Regions from separate parts of the Sus scrofa genome. Here all the other regions are linked to region 3. A link is a contact called in public Hi-C and HiChIP or PLAC-seq data. All regions are on one chromosome and are shown on one strand. The core of a region is the stretch at or near the end of the contact, and the rest is flanking DNA. Distances in the headings are between cores, read along the strand shown.

The links. Hi-C and Micro-C count contacts between places; a contact is called where the count stands out from the background. HiChIP or PLAC-seq counts read pairs in DNA pulled down with a chosen protein or histone mark.
Region 1: a Hi-C map of liver shows a contact between it and region 3, with 2.7 times the contacts expected there. The contact joins two enhancer-like sites. A contact is called at or near these places in 1 of 47 Hi-C or Micro-C datasets (liver) and 1 of 2 datasets of contacts at active chromatin or transcription factors (alveolar macrophages).
Region 2: a contact with region 3 is called in an H3K27ac HiChIP or PLAC-seq map of alveolar macrophages. The contact joins two enhancer-like sites. A contact is called at or near these places in 2 of 47 Hi-C or Micro-C datasets (embryonic fibroblasts and mesenchymal stem cells) and 1 of 2 datasets of contacts at active chromatin or transcription factors (alveolar macrophages).

Annotation. Positions count from the first base shown.
Region 1 is chr15:127,763,259-127,766,990 of Sscrofa11.1, forward strand. No RefSeq gene overlaps it. Among named protein-coding and RNA genes, the nearest start is that of IRS1, 540 kb to the right of the region's middle. Within about 2 kb of position 2,108, at least 4 of the 83 cell types and tissues checked have an H3K27ac peak or open chromatin away from gene starts, as enhancers often do. A contact at or near this core is called in liver, where this site is marked.
Region 2 is chr15:127,630,881-127,634,946 of Sscrofa11.1, forward strand. No RefSeq gene overlaps it. Among named protein-coding and RNA genes, the nearest start is that of NYAP2, 600 kb to the left of the region's middle. Within about 2 kb of position 2,016, at least 15 of the 83 cell types and tissues checked have an H3K27ac peak or open chromatin away from gene starts, as enhancers often do. A contact at or near this core is called in alveolar macrophages, where this site is marked.
Region 3 is chr15:128,076,291-128,079,989 of Sscrofa11.1, forward strand. No RefSeq gene overlaps it. Among named protein-coding and RNA genes, the nearest start is that of IRS1, 230 kb to the right of the region's middle. Within about 2 kb of position 1,956, at least 22 of the 83 cell types and tissues checked have an H3K27ac peak or open chromatin away from gene starts, as enhancers often do. A contact at or near this core is called in alveolar macrophages and liver, where this site is marked.

The DNA of each region.
Region 1 (3,732 bases), core at 858-3,357, 310 kb before region 3:
TTCTATACCCACAGCATATAAAAGTTCAGGGCCAGGAATCAAATCCAAGCCACAGCTGCAACCTATGCCACAGGTGAGGCAACACCAGATTCTTAATCCACTGTGCCACAGTAGGAGATCCTAAGGAGGGTATTTGTATTGGCCCAATTTAGAACTGAATAAACTGCAGATCAGGGAGTTTGAGTAACACATTCACAGCAAACATGGGACCCAAGGGCCAGACGCTTTTACCACCAAATCTCCTGGTCTTTCCCACATACCATATTGGGGGAGAATGAAATTCATCTTCAGAAATATAGTGTTCAAAGGAAATCTGCATGGTATCCATCATTACATATTCAATGTAGACCTTCTTTATATTAGGACCTGGCAATGCAGTGGAGAATAAAAAAACTTAGTTTCTCTCCACGATCCAGGTGGACAGGTGATTCCTCGATGTGATCTCTAGAGGAACTGGGATGTTTCATCCTAGACTTCATGTATGAGTGAGAGTTGCTTAGGAGAACAGGAAGTTCCACAGGCAAGAGTGTGCACAAAGGAACTGAAATAAATCCAGTTTAATTGGAAACATTTTGAGGAGCTAGAGAGACAAGGCAGATAGGACAAGTGGAGCAAACAAGGGCCAGACCAAGAAGGACCACATAAATCATTTTTTAAAGTTTAGATATTATTCAAAGAGCAATGGGGAGCATTTAAAGAAGTTTAAGTATTTCATAAGTGTTGAAAACACATTTCAAAGTTTATAAAATCCTAAATATAAGGCAAGGTCTATTTTGGAATATGTTAGATCTTTTTTTTTTTGGATACTTGCCAATGAGTAAAATTGCAAATGGCCAGATGGACTTTAGAAGGAATAAGATTTCTGCTCCAGGTCAATGTAACTTTTATTCTTGAGGTAAACAAATATGTACAGACAAAATTGGCCCTAAGGAGAATTAATAATATAAAAACCCACATGTTTTTAATAGGGTAGCTGACCTATTCCAACTTGGGATAGGCTTTTGTTTTTTTTACTCTGCTTGGTTCTATAGACTAAATGGAATTGGTTGTTTAAAGTAACTTTAAATAATCTCCCATACCTGAGCAAGATCCCCTGGGCCATTAGAAGATGAGCTATTTGCATGCCAAACTGCAAGGTTCAGCATATGCTACCTAGCATTTGCATAAATAAAATCTTAAGAAAGCATTTTCAATGAGTTGCCTTTTATATTTGTCTTTCATCCACAATACCTAATTTGTGTTTCCTTCATGAATAGATTGCCTTCTTGTACATTGTCCTAAAGTAATATTTCATTTGTAATTTTTCCTTATGCAAACAATACATATTTAGTGTTAAAAATAAAAATAAGCAAAAAGAAAAAGATTGAAATATCTTATCATAGGTAATTATTTTCTTTTGTTGATTGTTTTATGAAAGTGAATTCATATCCTGTTCCTGATTTGTAGTTGTTACTAATTTATTCCCACTTAACCACATTTTTAACAGGATTATTCACCTAAATATATTTTAATGAGTGTTGCATTCCATCTTACGAATAAAAATGTCTTAACCAATCCCATATTGCTGGACATTTAAGTTTCTTTTTTTTTAATTGTAAGTAACATTTTAACTTATGAATTATGATTAAATAACATCTAACGTCATGTTAAGAATAAAAACACACTAGCCATTGAATATATTTATGAGCCCTAAACTTATTCCATACTAATATGATCAGAGCAAACGAATATCTTTTGGTTGTGCACCAGCCTCCATAAAATGATTACTATCAGATATTTAATTATTTTTAAGAAATGTATTTGTCCATACTCTGAGGTCCTTGAACTCCAGGGCAAACCTCTGTCAGTCTGTTTGAATTTCCATGGTTGCCATAAACAATCAGTGCAAGCAAAGTAACTTTTTAACTTTGCTTATGGGGCTAAATAAAAAGACTTAAGAATGAACTGCTTTTTAATATAGTCACTTAGTTTCCAGCATAGAACGTCTTCAGCTTCAAGACAGATTAAAAAAAAAAAAAATTCCCCAAAAGACAAGCCTGAAACGGCAGCTAGAGGAGTAAACAAGCAGTTGGAATTTGATCTAAATGGACGTCCTCAGTCTTGGCTGGTGTCTGCATGAGCCTCTCCCAGTGGAGAAACTCGGCCAATGGTCACAATGAAACATGTGCAGGCCTTTGTTATGATCCAGAAATACTGGATTCCCACCTGCAAAGTTAAAAAGGGTTGAGTCTCAGTGACTGTGATCAAATGTAGTATCCACATTTAGAATCTGGTCTCTGAAATGAGACCACCTGCATTTGAATCAGAGCTCCCCCCCTCCACTTCCTAACTATTTGAGTTTAAGCAGTTCTTTGTGCCTCAATTTCACAGGAGACTCTAAAAGCATCACATTAAGCTTGTTGAGGGAGTTCTCGGCGTGGCTCAGTAGTTAACAAATCTGACTAGGAACCATGAGGTTGTGGGTTTGATCCCTGGCCTCACTCAGGGGGTTAGGGATCCAGCATTGCCGTGAGCTGTGGTGTAGGTCGCAGACAAGGCTTGGATCCTGCATTGCTGTGCCTGTGGTGTAGGCTTAGACCACCCCCCCCCAAGCCTGGGAACCTCCATATGCCGCAGGAGAGGCCCTAGAAAAAAGACACACACACACAAAAGCTTGTTGAGAAGCTTCAATAAAATAATCCATTTAAAACACTTGATCCAGTACTTGGATCATAGTGCATCCTTGGTAAATGTGAGTTATTAACTCCTCAAATTTGTAAACCTAAGTAGAGTCAGGAACCCAATGCCAACTCTCTATCGAGACCATTTCTCACTTATTTCAGCTGTTACCCAGTTCAAAAGAAAAGTGAAAACAAATTGGATTGTGATGATCATCGTACAATTATAAATGTAATAACTTCATTGAGTAATAAAAAAAATTTTTTTAATTTAAAAAAAGATTTTTCAAATGCTTTTAATTTAAAAAAAGATTTTTCAAAGATTTTTCAAAGATTTATCAATCCTTATTTAAAAGAATTTGTGAGGCTATTTATTTAAACAATTATCTTTTTTAATTGAATTATAGTTGATTTACAATATTGCATTGATTTCTGCTATACAGCAAAATGATTCAGTCATATACACACACACACACACACACACACGCATATGTATTATTTTTAATATTATTGTCCATTATGGTTTATCATAGGATAATATATATAGTTCCCTGTGCTACACACTAGGACCTTGTTGTTTATTAAACAATTTAAATGTGTAATTATGAGAGCAGAATTCTACAGTTATCTCCAAATAAAATGCAAATGAGGAGTTCCCGTGGTGGCGCAGTGGTTAACGAATCCGACTAGGAACCATGAGGTTGTCGGTTTGGTCCCTGCCCTTGCTCAGTGGGTTAAGGATCCGGCGTTGCCGTGAGCTGTGGTGTAGGCTGCAGACGCGGCTCGGATCCTGAGTTGCTGTGGCTCTGGCGTAGGCCAGTGGCTGCAGCTCCGATTCAACCCCTAGCCTGGGAACCTCCATATGCTGCGGGAACGGCCCAAGAAATAGCAAAAAAAGACCAAAAAAATAAAAAATAAAAAAAACCAAAATGCAAATGAGGGAGGGATAAATTAAGAGCTTGGGATTGATATATGCATACTACTATATATAAAATAGATAGGGAACAAGGATATCCTGTATAGCACAGAGTAATCTACTCAATACTGTGCAATAACTTATATGGGAAAAGAATCT
Region 2 (4,066 bases), core at 766-3,265, 450 kb before region 3:
CTCCTTAGTCATAAACCATAGTGCATAAACCACAATTCATAAACCCTATGCTCAGATCCATGAATTTAGAAAATGAGGGAAAATGAACAGAAAATCTGAGCAATTTTTGGAAATGATGCAAAGCTACCCAAGGGATCTTACGATAAGGCTAGGAATTTACTCTCTGAAGAATTCAAGCAAAAAATTTCAGGAAGAATGGAAATGACTTTCATAAAACATTGTATCAGTTCTTCCTGAATTGAGTCTAGTGTACTGATTTCATTTTACTGTAACATCTTCTAATTGGACTATTGCAGGGCATTTTGAACTGAGGGCAATTCCAAGTATGATGCCACATAATCATAAAGCACAAGAAACTTGTTCTTTATTCTAAGACTCAGGAAACAGAGAAACAGAAGGCTTTTGATAATTTGCCACTATGGTGGCCACCTGAGTAAAAGTATCATCTCATTAAATAGCTCTGTCTACTCTCTATCATCTCATAAAATATCTCATGTCTAGCTGATAACACTTAAAAGTTGAATATTCTCCTCTATTTAATTCTTGTCAAGGGACAATCACTCCCTAGAACCTGAAACAAACCAGAGTTACTACCAGGGGCAAAACCAAAGTCTTAGGGTTTTTTGTTGTCTGATTTACAACTGAAACTACTTCCTGTCTTGTTTGTGACTCAGTTTGCTTTGTCTTCTTAGCATCCAACTTAAAACTGTAAATTTACAGCTCACTGACTGTGGTGTCAAAACACATTTTCTGTTATTGCTGTAGGAAATCAACTCTTCACAGTAACTGACTTCATGAAGGCAGATATCAAATTCAGTTACAGAAATTAAACAAGGATTTCTACATTTTCACAAAGTCCCAACCTTGCTTATCTGTAAGTACTCTGATGGATCTTTGAAATAAAAACATGATTACACACAGAAGTGACGGGTGATATAGCAAAGGCCTGAGACTGGGTCTGGTCTAGAGAGTGGGAGTTTAGTCTCCCCTGTTTCACCAATTTTAGCTGAAAACTTATTTGGAAAATGATGAAATTTGACTGAATCTTAGTTCCTTTCAGCCATAAAAATGGGAAGATTGAACTGGCTGGCCCTAACAGATATTTTCCAGGTTTTGCCTTTTATGAAAACAAAGCAACCTGATGAAATATGTGGTTAGAGCTGATAAATGAAAGATACACTCCACTTGTGAATGACCTAGAACTTGCAGTAAAATCAGAGAGAAGATAAACACACTCAGGACAGCAAAGCCAAGTGAAAACGGCAGCTCTGACTGAGACAGTCTCATTAGGAAACCATTAGGGACTAAACTTGATGGAGTTTCTTCTCTCCAGACAGCGTTTTGTCAGAGTATTTAAAACTCTTTTCTCACACCAGTCCTAGGAGGTAGATGCTGGCCCATTTGACACATGAGGAAATTGTTCCTTAGCATGTCCAATTCACATTACTGGAAAAAGATTTAAACCAAGCTCTGTCCAGTCTAAAAGTGAAAGGAGGTAACTGTAAGTCAGATACTGTATTCTGCAACAAACAAGCCAAATCAAACAAACAAACAAACAAAAACAACAGACTCTAACTCACAGCAAGACCCTCTTTCACAGCCATAAGTGGGCATACTCAAGTCTTTAAAAACGCTTCTGAACAAACAAAAGTACGTGTGAGCTCTTTGGGGCTGAGCAGTGCAGCCACGGTGGAATGTTGTGGCAATAAAAATTACAGAGAAGATTCATGGCTTTTCATCCCATGCCCTCATCCGCAGATGTCTGTGGGATGAAAGCAGAAGTCACTGCCAGCCACCAGAGTCCTGCAGTTCTGACACCCTGTAATCCTTAGCTGGATTCCTCACCTCCCTCTTTATCCATCAAGCCTCCTCCTGAGGCTGCTTTATGGTACACATTTCACTTGAAAAAACGAAGTCACATTGCAATTAATTTCGCCTTGAGAGTTTCACAACATCCTTAGGAGATCACAATAACCCCAAGGATATTGTGCAATCTGGGCTGGGAATCTCTTGCTTAAGTTCTAACTTTGTGAAAGAGAAGCGGGTGAAAGTGGGAGAACCAATCTCCCCTTGCGTCTGCCTTAAGGAGAAGAATGAAATGAACAGTTAATTCTGGTAAAAATTTATCTCATCCAAGTTATAATGTTAATGTTCATATCTTTTTGCAGTATTTCTCCAGGCAATGAGCTTTTGCTCACCCTGAAAAAAAGATCATGTTATTCTGTGTCCCCCACCCTCCACCCCCCCTTTCTAAGGGACCTGCCTTCTGTACCCTACCCTGACTCATCATTGCTAATTTAAAATAATGCAAATAAGCAAATACATGACTCAATAAATGTGATGAGTAAGGAGAAAAGGGTGTTTGGCTAGCAACCCAGTCCTACATTTTAATTAAAAAGCATGTCTCACACACCATCAGTAAGTTTTCAAGTGACCTGTCATGACCAGTTCTAATCGCAACGCAAGCATGTCATTCACTCTTTCATAATAAATTGGCAGGTTATGCTAATACAAGGAAGGAAGGCTATCAATTTTGTGTTTGCCAGACAGCCTATGCCATTGATTTCAAAATTTTGATGCCCTTGGAAAAGGAAGATGCTTAAGGACAGGGTTTCACAAACAGAATAAAATGTTACAGGAGGATAATCAATTAGATATAGTTGAAAAATAGGTGGAGAAAAACATTGCAAAATATTATGCTTTCCTAATGGTCAAATGCATGTATTCAATGTCACCTCCTTCAACAGAAGAGTCTGTGATAATAGCAAATGTGTCAGTTATTAAGACTGGGTAATTGACATTTTCTTATAAGTATTTGACTAAAAATAGTCATAAATATTCAACTGATGGGGAGTCAAATTTTCTCTGTTCAAGAGACAAAAAAAAAACATAAAACAGAGTAATATTAATTGCTCCAATAAAGTTCTTAAAATTATCATACGATTCCTTGTGTTTTCTTCCTATGTGACAAACTTCGAGGGAAAAATTGGTTCAAGTTAGTTGACATTCTTACATAAAATGAGAGTTTGCAATGGCAATGGGAATTTGGGCACTCATAGGAGAATCCTGGGTGTGTATATGGCCAGGTAGGACCATAAGTTTATAGCTTAATATGCACAGTTAAGTACATATTATATTTTACATTTATAGTCAAATCTAGTTGCTTGTCTTTAGTTAAAAGATTAGATTTTTGTCTTGAAGTCCACTTTCAAAACACATGTAAATTCCTTTCATAAAACTGAAAAAATAAAGTATATTTATGCTACACTACTTATGAACAGAGCAATTGCCTATGTCCATCAGTCTGAAAAGGAAACTATATAGCAAAGCAAAGCAAATTAAACATTTAAACCTTCCACTTGCATTTAACTATTTTTAGCTTATGTAGAGTTAATGCATGCACACACGAACATACAAGCATATCCAGAACACCCAAACACAAGTCAACCTTACCCAAAATATGGCAAACAACTAATTACTTCTAGAAATTCTGAAAACCGCTATTAAACTGACATTTAGCACATTTGATAAGTGTTTGTCTTTTGATATTAACTGCTTATTGTATGAAATTGCCATATAACTTGTCACCATTCCAGCATGGTGAAAAGATTATTTATTAAAAATAGTCTTACTTGGGTAATTTCAAAAATATTAAAATATAATTTTTCCCAGTTGTTAGAGCTCATATAATAATGCAATGATATGATACTATATGCTATATGCTATAAAGTCACTCCATGATTAAATTTCTTAAGCTTACATATAATTTCCAGATAATTTTTTAAATGAACAAATAAATAGTTGCTTTCAGATATGCATTTAAAACACTCTAAAAAATAAAACATTCTAGAACGAGATCATTTGGAAAATATTACAATTTTTGTTAAGACCTCTTTTCCTGAACATTTACAAACTCGGGGCTTAGCGAATTTTCAAAAGTACAATGTGTACTCATTTTCTAGGTTCTTCTTTCTCATTGTGGTTTTAATCTCCCTATAATCCTTCAAAAAATTAGTTTCATATTTGAAGCGATACTTGTTTTGCATATGCAAACCTATGGGATTCA
Region 3 (3,699 bases), core at 706-3,205:
CTCTGTCCTGGGCTTTTGTCCTTGACCCAGTTTCTCCCATATCTAAACTGTTCTACAATGAATGGCCAGCATGGCTCCAGAGTCTGTCTGCAATTGCATCTACTCCAGTTGGTGGTAAGAATCTAGCTTGCCTTGTGTTTCTGGAAACCGGCCCCCTCCCCAAAACCTTCATATAATCTAAGCACACCATCCTGTTGAGGATTAGGCTAAGAGGAGTCTCTTTAGGAGATTTAAAATAAGACCAGAAACAAAGGACAAGAAGCACATGTTACCCACAAAGCCCTAATAGAGCACTCAGTCTTTAGAGCAGAAGTTCCCATTCTTTTAAAGACAACCAGTTATGGAAATGGGCATTCAAGGCCCAAGAGACTATCCTGCTGGCCTACCTCTCACCTTTCTACATCTGCCTCCCAAATACAAAATGCGCCCACTCTACCAGGTGGGAACTGGTTGCCCCCACCAACCAGTTAAGATTAAGTTGGGGCATCCGTGGCCTTTTAAGACCAAACCCAGATATACAAAAAATGAAATGTTTCCTTTTTTACAATAAACTCCATTTTTTATTTGGAGGGCTCTTTCACTAGGTGAGGATAAGGAAGAGAGAAGCATAATCTCACAGAATGCAAGGTCATCCCCAGAGATGGCCCTGTGGCCTGACAAACATGAGTAGATCAAAACCTAGAAGTACAGGAGCAGCAGCTGCCCACACATCTGAGAGTCTCAGCTCTTCAGCAGTTAAGTGACAGAAACACTTCCTTTCAGCATAAGACCTCCCTGGGGCCACATCGGAGCCCCTCATGCATACCCAGGAAATCTATGACTAGGAGTAAGGAAACTCAATGAGGCTACTTCTGGCCCATGTGTCCAAACACTTCTCCTCAAGCCTTCTAAGCCATGCCATGGGAAATGTCTTATAAACTAGAAAAATTGAAACATCTAAGAGCTGTGCTCAGGAAGCAAAGAACTGGTCTCCTCAACTCTCAGGTGGACTAACCCAACAGACGTTTCAATTGTCTCTTCCCTGCTCCTTGCTGACACTAGCTCCTGGTTGTTTCTCAAAAGCCTATGTCTCAACTTTATTCTTCACCTTTGACTCTCATCACATGCCAAGTCCATGGACTGTTTATCTAGAAAGGGTGAGTAGAGAAAGAAGTTGCTGTGTCTTATGTCATCTGCATTGTGTGTGTGCTCCAGTTTTAAGGCTTAAAAAATTAGTCAAGAATTTAGTTCTTTTGTTCCACTGTAACAACTCCCACGAGGCATCTCTTGATATTTATTTGTTAGGTTATATATTCCTAACTATCTTCCTACCACATAATCAGCTGGCAAAAGCGCCTACCTTAAGGATATGTTAGCTCAAGCAAGGGGTATGTGGGCAGCTATCATGTTTTCCTCACATTTCAGACTTGCGTGTTTAAGGCTGATGAGTCTTCCTGAACTACAGATGAATGCAATACACGCAGGTCTTTTCAGCCTCTCTGGGAGCCCATGTGCTGATGACCTTGTATTCATAAGTACATTTGAAAATTTGATTAACTATTTTTAATTCCTTAGTTCTCTCATTGGTAGCTGTGTCACCATATTCGCAGGAAAAAAATAATAATAATAATTCTAGATCTCTGCAGTCTCCTTAATAACAAGGCAATAGAGCCATTAAGGCTTGGGATGTGTTTCCAATAAATAAGAACAGTATTTAACCATATGTACAAATGGTAGAAGTATGTACAACGGAGTCATTTTTGAATAAGGGATTGCGTGGGAATCATCCATCAACAGTGTATTAATCTGCCAGAGCTGCCGTTAACAAAGCATCGCAGACTGGGGGACACCAACATTTATTTCTCACAGTTCTGGAGGCAGGAAATCCAAGGTCAAGTTGTCAGCAAGGCTGGTGTCTCCTGAGGCCTCTCCCCTTGGCCTGGAGATGCCACCTTCTCGATGTGTCCTCACGTGGCCTGTCCTCTAAGCCTGGGCATCCCTAGTGTCTCTTCCTCTTCTTAGGAGTGCACTGGTCCCCGGACTTGGACCCCACCCTCATGACCGCCTCGAACCCAAATTCTTTCTTCAAAGGCCCCATCTCCAAACTCAGTCATATTAGGAATTAGGGGCTCTACATATGAATTTGGGGGTGGTGGGGGGAGATACAATTCAGACCACAGCAAATATTATACATCAGTGACTCTACATAATAAGTAAAACCTATAAGCTCAATAAAGACGTTCCTTCTCTTCACACGCAGCCTTAGAATAAGGATTTTTAATTTTGTTTTTTCCTGCCAAAGGCTAACAATTCAAGTTGCTTCCCTTTTACCAATAGAGAAGCTGACTCAGTGCCTGGCTGTTTGCAATGCTGATCCCTGATGCAACCGTGGAAAAAATGGGACAGAGAGGAGTCAGCAAGGGATGTGGGTGTGACTAACGATGACTCACAAGGCGAGTGATCTGATTGCATCCAAATCACTACCGTGCCCTCCTCCCACTTACCAGTAGCAGTTCTTCCCTCTGACAAGGAGAAGCCCCTGTCCCCTTTCCTGGAACACCACTTCATTTATGCATTCAAAGCTCACATTTCTCCAACCCTCTTTCTCAACCGTGTTTGGCCGTGAGAAACACCCTCAATTATAGCTTAGCCATTACAAACACCAAAGGGCATAAGCCCTCAGGACAAACAGGGGTGAAAAACCAGGACAAACAGGGGTGAAAAACTCTCATGGAAAAAAAAAAAAATCCCCTTGTAGAAGAATACTGTTGAATTCAAAGTGATAGGATTCCTTGTCTGTCAGAATTGAACGTGAAGTAGACCTCCAAAAAAATCACTAGATCCCGAAGGAATTTAAAAATTATTCTTTTGGGGAATTTAGCTGCCTTTTTTTTTTCTTCTGAAGAGTCCTGGTGTACTGCAGCCACAAAACATGAGCGTAAAATAAATGTCTCTGTGAAGCAACTATTGCTTTCATGTTAATGAAACTACCTAAGAAGCAATGTTTAGGGACAAGAGTCACTACCACAATGGCTATGATTCTCTGTACATTTTCCTTTTATGAAATTTGTGAACTTTTGGCCTTTTTTATGGTTCCATTAGAATCTAAGACAGCACACACATAGACACAAACACAGTACGGAGATGATACTAAAGGCAAGATTGCACTAATCTATCTTTATATAAAGAGCACGTTAATTTGCCACTTAAGTTCAGAGTCAATTGCTTGGCTTTCTAGAAAATGTAATATCTATCATGAGTTTTAACCCTAAGGCTAGCCAGCCTCACCTTTCAAAATTAGATACTTGGAGTTTATTTCCTCTGTGAATAAAGAACAAAGAAAAATGCAGTAAAAAAGGGTTTCGTTGTTGTTCTTCAGTTATACGTATTTTTAATGATATCTGTGGTAATAGCATTATGACTTTCAGCCTTGCAATTTAATCAATTGAAAGGAATTACTTCGTGGCTATAAAAAGTGATGAAAGGCAAGAAAATTTTCTAGGTTATAAAAAGAAAAAAAATTTACACACACACAAAAAAACACCACACTTGGAATAAATGTATCATTCTATGATATTGTTCTTAAAATACAGAAAGAAAAATGACTGATACTTTGACATTGGTCTAGAATGATTGTGCCCACACATTAGAAAAATTCTCCCACATGTTCACAAATAAATTGACAATTCAACCAGTGAGCTCTATGTAGAAATTTGACAT